Regions from separate parts of the Mus musculus genome. Here region 1 is linked to region 2. Evidence: chromatin contacts called from public promoter capture Hi-C data. All regions are on one chromosome and are shown on one strand. The core of a region is the stretch at or near the end of the contact, and the rest is flanking DNA. Distances in the headings are between cores, read along the strand shown.

What was found. Promoter capture Hi-C pulls out the DNA fragments that hold promoters and counts their contacts.
Region 1: a promoter capture Hi-C map of erythroid cells shows a contact between it and region 2, with 3 times the contacts expected there. The contact joins the promoter of Rnf11 here to the promoter of Nrd1 in region 2. A contact is called at or near these places in 3 of 39 promoter capture datasets (erythroid cells, neural stem cells and neutrophils), 1 of 484 Hi-C or Micro-C datasets (nephron progenitors) and 1 of 115 datasets of contacts at active chromatin or transcription factors (microglia).

Annotation. Positions count from the first base shown.
Region 1 is chr4:109,474,526-109,480,326 of GRCm38.p6, reverse strand. Rnf11 (ring finger protein 11) reads left to right here and starts at 3,822. Exons shown (of 3, transcript NM_013876.3): 1 at 3,822-4,217. The coding sequence starts at 4,095.
Region 2 is chr4:108,999,142-109,005,553 of GRCm38.p6, reverse strand. It overlaps Nrd1 (nardilysin, N-arginine dibasic convertase, NRD convertase 1), which reads right to left and starts at 4,899. Exons shown (of 31, transcript NM_146150.3): 1 at 4,390-4,899. The coding sequence starts at 4,721.

The DNA.
Region 1 (5,801 bases), core at 2,573-5,072, 480 kb before region 2:
CCCACAGAGGCCAAAAGAAGGTGTTGGATCCCTGGAGCTAGAATTACAGGCAGTTGTGGGCTGCTGGACTTAGGCATATGGGAACTGACCTCCAGTCCTCTACAAGGGCAGAATATGCACTTACCAAGCTATTAACCACTGACCCATCTCCCCAGGCCCAACCTGCCTTTTTCTATAAAATAAGTCTTCTATCTCAGTGGTGGTAGTGGTTTTAATACAGGGTCAGTCTGTGTAGCTGACTTCTCAACATGTTAAATTTATAGCAGTTCTGTCTCCCGAGTGCTGGGATTATAGCCATGATTACTACACTAGCCTTCCAACTCCGTTTTTATATTTTCATTCTTATGTTTCCTGTTGTCTCTTCCTTTTTCCTTCCCATCCATCCTCCTCCTTTTCTTGTGTGTGTGTGTGTGTGTGTGTGTGTGTGTGTGTGTGTGTGTGGTGTAGCATGTGAGTGCTGTCTGTGCATGCCACAGTGAGTTTGCTGAAGTCAGAGGACAAGTTTCAGGAATCCATTCTTGCTTTCCATTTCATTGAGGCTGGTCCCTCCGTGTCCTGCTGCCGTGCATGTACCCCAGCTAGCTAGCCCACTAGCTTCCTTGAGGCTGTCCTGCCTCTGCCTCTTATCTCACAGTAGGACTACTGGGATTATAAATTCCAAACACCGAATCTGGCTTTTACTTGGATTCCAGAACCAGAACCTGTGTTGTCAGGCTTGCAGTTAGCATTTTACCCAAGCAGCCATTTCCCAGCTTCCCCTCTCCCTACTTTCCAAGACTGGGGAGCCTTATGTAGCCAAGGCTTGCCTTGAGCTCATTCCAGACCTGAATATCAGGATTTAGGTGTGCACCACTATACCTGGCTTGTTTCCTTTTCCTTTTTCTGTAGGTGCTGTTCCAAAATCTCTCTGTGGTAATTTACAAAGTAACTAATGCCTGTCTAGAATTTCTGCCAAAAGAGAGTGACTAATATTTTAGTATTGAAGTGGCAGTAGGCTAAAGAAACATACCACAGTTCTCTCATCAGGCAGATGGGTCTAAAAGTGTACATTTATGAAAAAGTGATTATATCTTTAGATATCATTTATGATATATATGAAACATGTATGAACTTGTAGGAACAAGGTAAGAAAAATATAAAAGAAAAAGACAGGTAGTGGTGCTTCACTTAAATTCCAGCACTCAGGAGGCAGACAGAGGCAGGTGGATCTCTGTGAGTTCAAGGACAGCCTGGTCTACAGAGTGAGTTTTAGGACAGTCAGGGCTATACAGAGAAACCCTGTCTCTAAAAACCAAAACAAAAAAAGAATAAAGACAGAGTGCTAGATATAGGAGTTCACTCCTGTAATCCCAGCATTTGGGAGGCTAAATGGCGTGGTAATGTGGAACTCCAGGCTCTCCTGGGCTTCTTTCTTAATGGAACTGTCTTTGTTCTGGGAGGAGATATTGAGGAAGGGCTCTCATGTAGTCCAGACTGGCCTGGAATTCATTCTGTATGGGAAAATGATTTCTAACTCCTGATCTTCCTACTTCTACCTTCCAAGTGCTGGAATAATAGATTTGTATCTCTGTGCCCAGCTCAAGGTTCTGTTTTGAAACACATTGGTTGGAGAAAGGGTGTGGTGGCACATACCTTTAGTCCTAGCATTTTAGAGACAGACAGGTAGACCTCTGAGTTTGAGGCTAGTCTGGTCTACGTAGGGAGTTCCAGGACAGCCAGAGCTATATAGTGAGATGCTATTTCAAAAAAAAAATTTTTTTGTTTGATTGAATATAGACTTTTTTTGAGGCAGAATTGTTTGTTTGCTTGTTAAGTAACATTGGCTAGCCTTGAACTAGACATGTTCCTGTCTTGGCTCTAAATGCTTGAATTACAGGCATTCAACAACACCCTTCTCTCTTTCTCTCTTCTCTCTCTCTCTCTCTCTCTCTCTCTCTCTCTCTCTCTCTTTCTTTTTTTGGTTTTCAGGACAGGGTTTCTTTGCTTAGTCTTGGCTGTTCTGGAACTTGTATTACAGACCAGACTGGCCTCGAACTCTCAGAGATCTGCCTGCTTTTTGCTTCCAGAGTGCTGAGATTAAAGGCATGCCTAGTTAAGACCCCCTGCTTTGAACATAGAGTTTGACCTCACTTTGATAGTGATTTTGTGGAATTGGGATTTAAAGGGAAAATGTTTGGGATTTACTCATTAAACACAGTAGTATCTATCAAAAATCCCTTCTGACCCTCACCCAAACGAAATAAACAGAGTTTTCTACAAACATCAGGGGAGGGGACCCTCTAAGACTTTGTTTGTTGTTGCAGGTAAACCCAGGATCTTTCAAGAAAAAAGTCAGGTTTTATGAATCAGTCGCTCTAACATAGGGCCTGTAAATAACAATAAATCAGTCAATGGTGAATAAAACTGGAGATCAAAGTCAACTTCTTGCCTTCTTGATTAAAAAAAAATGGCTGTGGAGAACACTCTCTTCTTGTTCTTCCCTTTGCATATGCTGTTTGAGCATTTGTTCATTCAGCCAAGGAAAGACTCTACTACCTTAGGCAACATGCCAGGCCTTACACAGGGAAGGGACAGAGAACTCAGCTTGATCAACCTGACAGAAAGGCCCTGACTGGGAACTCTGAGTAGGTGACTAACCCAGACTGGAGAAGCAGAAAAAGATTTTCAAGGGAAATGAAATGGAGTCCACGAAGGACTGGTGAGGATAATGATTAGCCCAGCGAGAGGTAAGAGGTCAGGAATACTGTCTGTCTGTGGAAATCTCAGCCAGCGAGAACAGTCTTTGAGAGGACTAGAAGCACTTTGGCCATTTTGGGATTTAGAATTTATAAAAGAGGGGCAGTATTTTGAATGAGATTAGAGATTTCTTCTTTCCGTTTTTTTTTTTTTTCCCGTTTCGTTTTGTTTTGTTTTTCGAGACAGGGTTTCTATGTGTATCCCTGGCTGTCCTGGAACTCACTCTGTAGACCAGGCTAGCCTCGAACTCAGAAATCTGCCTGCCTCTGCCTCCCAAGTGCTGGGATTAAAGGTGTGCGCCACTACTGCTCGGCAAGAGATTTCTTAAGATTATTCTGTGGGTAGTATTGGGAAGGCATATATATATATATGCCTTCCCAATACATATATATATATCCTCAATCATTCAAAGGGTATGGAGGTAGGGGACAATGATGAACACAGAGAGACTGAGAATCAACGGCAAATGTTAGTTTGAGAGGCTTGAATTAGGGAGGTGGGATTGGGAAGAAATGGGCAATCCGATAATCTCATGGCTGTGATGTTGGGAGGGTAGGGCGTGTTCATCACATGAGTTTGGACTTTATTCTTAAAGGATAAAGGAGAAGGAAGCTAAACACCTCAGCTATCTGCCTGGTCCATTCAGATCCGTGCTTACAGACATCAACCCGGCAGACAGCGTGAACAGTCTGAGGACACCGCGCAGGTAAGGTAAGGTAAGTCCGCAAGCTGGCTGCAGCCGGGACATACAGGGGGCGCCGGAGGCAGATGGTCGGGAGACCAACAGCCACACAGCCTGGACCTTAAACTCAGAGCCCAGCCACGCAGTCCAGGAGTCGGACGCGCGCGCCCGGGGCGGGGCCGGAGCACGCACGGCGGCATGACGTAGGCCTGGCCAGCCTCGTTCTGGCCACCGCCGCCGCGCCGAGGCGGAGTAGGATGAGGCCCCGGGCCGCGGCTCCAGCGTCGGCAGGGGCAACAGCAGCTGAGGCAGCAGCTGAGGCAACCGAGACGGCCGCGCCCCCCCCTCCTGACCTGGATTAGGCCCAGCAGCCCGTGGCCGCCGCCGCCCCGCGGGGGGCGGGGTGGGGAAGCGCTCAGTCTTCCCGCCCCCGCCCCCCTCAGGTTCCAGACGCGACCCCGGCGCAGCCCGCGGCCTAGCCTCGCGCCCCCTGTCCCGGGGGCTGGCATGAGCGGCCCCTCGGTGGCGCCGGGGCGCGGGGGAGCCGCCGCCTGAGCCCCGGGCCTGCCGCCTTGGACCCCGCGGCGCCGAGCGAGCTCACCGCCGAGCGTGCGAGAGACCGGGTCACAGCTTTCTTCCTCCCGCAGATCTCAAGCATACACCCCAGCCCCGGAAGATGGGGAACTGCCTCAAATCCCCGACTTCGGATGACATCTCCCTGCTTCACGAGTCTCAGTCCGACCGGGCTAGCTTTGGCGAGGGGACGGAGCCAGATCAGGAGCCGCCGCCGCCATATCAGGTAGGGAGGGTGTGTGTCGGCGTGCGAGAGGAGGCGGCTCGGGCCCTCTGCCCTTGGCCTCCACGGCCTAGACCGGGGGTGGGTGGGGGGGGGGTGGCGTTGACCCCTTCAGGGCTGGCCTTGAGGGTGTCTGCTGCCCGGTTCCCAAATGGAAAAGGGTCCTTCTGGGCATCCCCTTGGGCACGGGTTGAGGACGGTCTTCTGTCCTTGAGTTCAGGAATCGAGTGTGTGATCTTATCCCCTTCGGTGCCTAGTAGTTTAGCTTGTGGAGTTGAGGATGACATGGTTTTCCTGCCTTTATGTCTGAGTTGTGTGATTTCCTCATCAGACTGCCAAGAGGATTACGGGTTTTGCGTAGCTTGTCACCCCCTCCCCCCTTATATTTGTGTTTTCGTTTATGATCCTCCCCACTCTTTTGTTAATTGGCTCTGGTAGAATGTCTTTTTTACCATCTACTTGGGAGGTAGAATTCCAAGTGGCGATTTTGGCCTCAGCTTCATAAAGAGTTACTTGTTTATATATACATATGTGGTAATTTTAAGCTCCACCCCTGTGACACATCTTTTAAATAAGTTGGCTTAATTAAAATTTGATTATCTTGAACTTGAGAGACCTTTCAACCTGACTTGGGAAATGCCATCTGTTACTTAAAGTCCTCTTTATCAAAGACTCCTGAATGGGTCTTTCTAAATGATACATTGAGTAAACTTCTCAGGTGGGCTTTAATACAGTTCTTTAATATTTTCCTGAAGAGAGTTTAGTTTTCTAACTGTGCAGTCTCCTTTGATTTTATGTGGTGACATCATTATCTAGTGTAGTGTTTTCTCAATCCTGTGTAAACCAGTTTCTCATCACGTGGCAAAAAATTGATCATATGAGCTGATTTTCTGACCCCCTCATGTTAGTCAAGTCCCATCTTTACGATAGCCTGGCAAAAGCCTCTATTTTAACCAAACCAGGCTGTTGATAGTTTTGTCTTTGCTCCAGGTGATCTTTATGCTAAGAGCCCTTCCCCCAAGGTTGCCCAGGTGAACATTTAATCCTCTTTAAGGACTCAGCTCAAGTATCTAAAGTACTGACATTACCCACCCTTCTTCCCCGAATTCCTGGATACGTCCCCCATGTACCTTCTACACTTACAAGCAGTACCAGACCTAAAATAATTTAGTGCAGTATCTTTGTTTAGGTAGTTGTGTGTCTCACCCTTGACATATGTGTTCTCCTCCCCTTGTACAAGCTGAATTTGGGACAGTTTCCAGGTGCTTTTATACTCTAGCATCTGACTCATAGTAGATACTCAATAACTGAGATAAATGAAGAATAGAAGCTTTGTCGTCAATATTTCATGCAATTTCTGTCCTATAAAAATTAAGTATTGGCTATATTTATGTGGCCCATTTCTCCCAACATATTTAAATTGCTTCAGGAGCAATACCTAATACTAAATGGAATATGAATATTATCCATAATCAGTAACAGGAATTAAACTGAGAACCCTATGCATTCTAGCAAAACACCACTATAGAACTATAACTCTGCTGTTTAAAAAAAAAAAAAAAAAAAAAACTTATTGTTAGACAGTGA
Region 2 (6,412 bases), core at 3,650-6,149:
ATTTTAAATCTAAAATAAACAAAAATTTTAAGGGGATTGGAGTCAGGTATCAGGCCAAGAAATTGAGTGTTTCAAAGTTCCTAAACTTTAATACAAGTAACTACACAATGATTTATTTTGTAACTCTAAGGGCCTATGACTGCACCATTAATCTGTATGTACACATACAAAGAAAATTAATCCCTTACATAGTCAATGAAGTACTTATTAGGCATTGGATTTTAGTTTTTAAAAATTATATATACACATATATACATGTATATGTATGTATGTGTATATATACATATATATACATATATGTGTATGTATATATATGTGTGTGTGTGTTTGTGTGTGTATATATATATATATATATATATATATATATATATACACACACATATATGCCCATGTTCTTACCATTCAATACAAAATGACATTTTCTCTTAATTTTTGATATATGTCTGCTTTCTGATGACTTGGATTTGTCTATGGTTTCTGCTACTGAGCAAGTCACCTACTTATAAACTAGGAAGTTAGCAGACATTAGTGTCCTCAATGCAGTTGTTGGATTGTGCCCTTTCTGTTCAATGGCATGTAACAGTCAACAACATAATCAACGCTTTACCTCCTATAAGTATACTGAGAACTTATTAATATAGCCAGGCTTATAAAAATAGTGGGCTGGCTCAGAAGGTGAAGAAGGTACATGTCGAGCCTGACCAGCCTCCTGGGCTGAGAGCAACCCCCAGAACCCACAAGATGGAAGGACAGAACCAACTCTGCAAGTTGTCCTCTGGTCTCTACACACACACACACACACACACACACACACACACACACACACACACTGGGGTACATGCACTGCCTTCCCCGTCACATACACAAAAATAAATGTGGTTATTACTTCTAATGGTGTGAGCAACATTTAGATTAGAAGGCTTTTCATGTTTGTTTTCCATCCCCCATAGAAATATAGACAGAGAGATTGGACAACAAAGCCTTGTTATAGTCAACCTAAACTCCCCAGCATTGTGCACTCACTGTTAGAAAGAAAAGTGTCACCATCCATCTAGAGCATCTATCCTAACCAATAACGATTTGAGTAAGATGTTGACTTGTGCGACATCTTTCTAGCCAAATTCCATTGTGTTTCTGTAGCTTTCTTTGTCCATGATCCGTTACAGGGCACAGCCATCACATTAAGTGTTTTGAGTATGTGAATGAGCACCAGACCTGTTCAGAGGAACTGAGAAAAAAGGGGAGATTAACACTTACCTGGTATCTAAGCAACCACCTAAAAAGCTTAACAAGGGCTGGTAAGTTTGCTCAGTGGGGAAACCACTTGCCATCATGCACAGCAGTCTGAGTTCAATCCCCAGCGCTCACATGGTGAATAGTGAGAACTGACTCCTGTAAGCTGTCCTGACCTACCCACTCTTGCAATTCACACGTGCGCGCACTAAATACTAAGGAAATAAATGTAATCCTGAAGGAGTCCTGGAGGAATTAACATTTCAAAAACGGCTAAATACAAATTATATGCAGAGAGAAATAAAATTCTGTAGACTCTTAATAAATGCAAGCTGATATGTCTTTGACAGCATTATTCCACCATAATATTCCTCTGAACAGGTCTGGTGCTCATCCACATACTCAAAACAAGTACGTGATCAAGGACAAAGCTACAGAAATGCAATGGAAAGAATCCGTTTTATTCTACATCAACATCTATATGCAACATCTATATGCAAGTATTAGAAATGTTATCTAGTTCTAGACGCTACAGACACTTGATATGTTTGTTTCTGGACACAAAAATTCAGACTTTAAAGATCTAGTTTTGGGACTGGAGAGATGGCTGCTGACTGCTCTTCCCGAGGTCCTGAGTTCAATTCCCAGCAACCACATGGTGGCTCACAACCATCTGTAATGGGATCTGATGCCCTCTTCTGGTGTGTCTGAAGACAGCTACAGTGTACTCATATAAATAAATAAATCTTTTAAAAAAAAAATCTAGTTCTAGGATCAGCCTAGTCTACATAGTGAGTTTCAATCTAGCAAAAGCTAATAAGAGTCTTGGGGCGGGGGGTGGAAAGGGTGTCAATTTGAAACTTGAGTACATCAAAATAAATAAAAAAATAAATAAATAAATAAATAAATACAGGTGGACAAAAAGGGAAGATGGTGATTTAACAAAGGCCAGCAAACATAAATGCAACAATTTACTCAAAGTAACTTTTAAACATTGTCTTTGTTGTTGTTGGATTTCTGGGGGCTTGGGAAGGTTGCTTTTTATTTATTTGTTTGTTTTTATTTTTGAGATACGGTTTCGCTATATGGCCCTGGCTTTCCTGAAACTCGATCTGTAGCCCAGGCTTGCCTCCTACTCAGGGATCACCTGCCTCTGCCTCCTGAGAACTGGAATTAAAGCTGGATATCACTGCATACATCCAGTTGCATTTTTTTTTAAGTCTTCCTTATACCAAGCTCAGAACTTCATTCAGGCAGGGTTTGAGTCACCATTCATTACAGATGATTGGAACACTGGAAGATTATAAGGGATCTTACAAGTACCCATTCAACCAGTTGAGGTCCAAGTCTTCTCATACATTTTTGGAAGAAGCTATCTAGGCCTTCTGTTTATCACTTCCTACTTTATTCTTTAATCTACTCTAACGTACATACTTCCATTAGGAATCCCATAAATGTTAGGTGCCTCATTTTGCTTCCCCTTCCCCAGGTTGTTTTTTGAACCAGGGTTTTATTTAGTCCAAGCTATATAATCAAGGATGTCTCCTGACTTCTGATGTTCTCCTTCCTCCGCCTCTCCAGCACTGGGATTACCACACCCTATTCGCATTTTAACTTTTTAAATATCTGAATCCTCCCTCTGTAAATTTAATCATCTTTGTATGCCACCCTGGATAAAATGTTATTTGTTGCAGTATATTTAGCCAAGGTGCAGAAATGCTAGTTTGGGACCTGACACATACATTTAGTATTTGTTAAACAACTAGCAAAAAATAAGGTCAACGAATCTCTACCTGAAGCAATCAGAACAGTATCTGAGACTTAGCCATTATTAGGTAACTTTGTATGGACAGGAAAACAACAAACAAACAAACAAAAAAACCACCAACACCTGTACTGAAAATTTAACCTGGGAGGCCAAAACTAAGCAATGTTATTACCTTCAACTTGCTCACTTACAGGTTACAACTACATCTTTGGCAAGAAAAGTTATCCCTAGTTTATAAAGATATCTTGACCCTGACAAACTGACAAAAATTATACTGGGAAATTAAGCTAGTCTTGAAGCTGGGACTATGTCACTACTTTCTGGACCTGAGTGTCAGTTGTTTGTAAAACAGAAGTGGGGGGAAAGTGGAAAAGATGATCTCTAGAATTCTTTCCTTCTTTTAACACACTGCAGGCTTATAATAAGTTTGGAGCTGCAGGCTTCTAACCCAGCACATACTGCACTGGCTTTTGAGTCGGATGGGTAGTTTCATACAAGCTCCAATACTATTTAGCTGTCTAATTCTGAGTGTGTTTCAACGTCTTCAACCAGGAAAACTAAGCTGTAAGATAATAGAAACTATTTCAAATACAAGATATTTTATGAAACAAAGTAACTCTTAAGTTTATTCAGGTGGGGGATTGAGTCACCATTCATTCATTCATTACACATGATTGAAACATTGTATAAAATGGGATCTTACACGCCTACCATTCATACAACTGAGGCCCAAGATATCTCTAATACGTTTTGGAAGAAGTCATCTAGCTAAGCCATTCTAGTTGTGGCTAGCTACCCATGGTTACAAGCCACTCCATCTCAGGCTAGCTAAGAGAGGTAAACAGGAGTGATAATTACGAAAAGGGTGATGTAAAGTTCTTTTATTAAAACCACAGCATCCTTTTCGTAATTTTCACTCTGTTTTACCTCTCTTTACTCATACACCTTTGGATTGAGACTGAACAAAAATAACACACACACACACACACACACACACACACACACACACACATCTCAAATATCCTCTCCGCCAAAATTCAGAATCACTAACTGTCAAGCTTTCCTTACCAACCCTCCTCCCCTTTACCATCCATCCTGTCTTCCTCATGGAAACCTTAATTCTTGCTTTAATATAAGTCAAAAATAGCCGGGCAGTGGCGGCGGATACCTTTAATCCCAGCATTTGAGAGGCAGAGGCAAGCAGATCTCTGAGTTAAAGGCCAGCCTCGTCTACTCCAAATTGCCCTGGCCGCCTCACCCAAACACACATTTGGGATGGGAAGTAGTAACACCCTGTTGCTTCTCCGGGAGACATGGAGACCAGAAGTCACTACAGCACCAACCGAAGCCCGCACCCTGTTCTCCCCAGTCCGAGCCTCCTCCCTCACCGGTACTGCTTGGGATCGCTGGGAGACTTGATGATCTCAGGGTCCCCGACATTACTGAAAGACCGTCCCTCCTCCTCAGATTCATCCGCTCCTAGACGAGCAAGCCGGCCGCTCTCGCCCAAGTCCTGTCCATTGGGCTGCAGGTCCGGGCAACTGCAGGTGGACTTCGCCTTGTTTCTTCCAGGCATGGTCAGCGTAGGAAAGGGTTTCGATGATTCTTCGCACAGACCCCGTGCTTCGATTCGCCCCAGAGCCGTGAGCTCCCGCCCGGCCTCACACCGCAACTTCCTCCCGGTGACACAGACTGCAGCAACCGCGACTCTCCTCAGCATTCACCAGCAAGTCGTAGCGCTGGACATCCCGCTCCCCAGGCCCACCTCCTCCTCCTACACCTCCAGCCACTCCTCCTCCTCCGCGTCCCAGGGGCGACGGCGGCGGCCGGCGTTGTTGCTGCCCCAGCCGCTGGGGAGGACAGGCCTGAACCCCTCCTCCAACCCGGCCTCGCTCACACCGACTTTCTTCATCCCACCCTCCTGACAGCCGATGACGCTATGGACTCTAGCCAATCACAACGCACAACGGCCGTCACGTTTGCAGAAACAGCCAATGGGAGTAGGGGAAGCGAGAGACCAATAGAAATAGGCCGGGTTCCTGGCGCACCCAGAGAGCATTTCGAAACCTGACGTGGGCGGGGCGAAGGAAAAGAGGCGGAGGATGATGGGAGAAGTCTTGCTGCGATTGTGACGTGCGTCCGTAGCTGTTTTTAGGAAAACCGCGTAGCGCTCCGTGTCTGAGAAAATATTCCCCAGCGAGAAAACACAGAAGTGAGTCGCGATAGTGGATGCTGATCTTCTTCACCCACTTGCGGTGTATTTTTTGCACTCTATTCTTAGAGTGACTCAGCGGGTCTCTTTTTTAAAAGAGCAGAGCACCGGAAGTCTTTTCCCACCCTATCCCGAGATGGATGCAGTGCTTGTGGGTCACTAAGCACCGGAAATAACAATTGCATCTTTCCATCCTGTAGGCTGCCAAACCATTGGTGCTTTTCACGCTCCAGATCTGTTTCAATATGCTCACTCTTGTATGCGAATTGTTTATTTTTTTAAGCTTCCACACCCTGGAGTAGTCCTCAGCCTACCTTTAAGTTTGGCCAACTTTTACTGAAAAGCAAGAACATGTTAGGCTACTAACCTCAAGTAACTTTCCCAAGCTTTTTGTTTTTGTTTTTGCCAATGCTTTTGCAGCGACTGGAACAGACACAATATAAAATAAAAAGCAGTTGACCAGATAACAATAAAAAGCTGATAGACACCATTGAATGAGATCATACCACATGGAAGAGATAAACGAAATGAATATGAGTAAACAACAACAACAACAAAAAGACTTTAAGCCGATAGATACATTAGTGGTTGTCTTTCCTGCCTCTGAACCTTTGTGTGGCTGAAGATAAAGCCATACACAAAACAAATCGTTGCCGGTGTGGTAGTCCACACCTTGAATCTCAAGCACTCAGGGAGACAGAGGCAGGTGAATCTCTTTAAGTTCAGGGCCAGCCTGGTTTACAAAGCAGTTCCAAGCCAGCCATGTCTACCTACTAAGACCGTCTCAAAAACAACAAAAAATCCTTGGCTTGAAGTTTAGTTTCTTATGGGAAGAAACTGACCATAAATAATACATTAAAAAAAAAAAACAATAAATGCTAAGACTACAAAACAGGGTAGGAAGACAAAGTATTGAAGAGGATACATGAACTGGGGCAGAAGTATTTGAAAGCATTAAGATTCCGGGCAGTGGTAACGCATGCCTTTAATCCCAGCACTTGGGAGGCAGAAGCAGGTCGATTTCTGAGTTTGAGGCCAGCCTGGTCTACAGAGTGAGTTACAGGACAGCCAAGACTACACACAGAAACCCTGTCTCAAAAAATAAAAAATAAAAGCATTAAGATATCCTGGTTTCAGTACACTTTTAAAGGTTTATCAGTCTTCACGCAACTCCACTAGAGTCCTCATTCAAAGTAGCT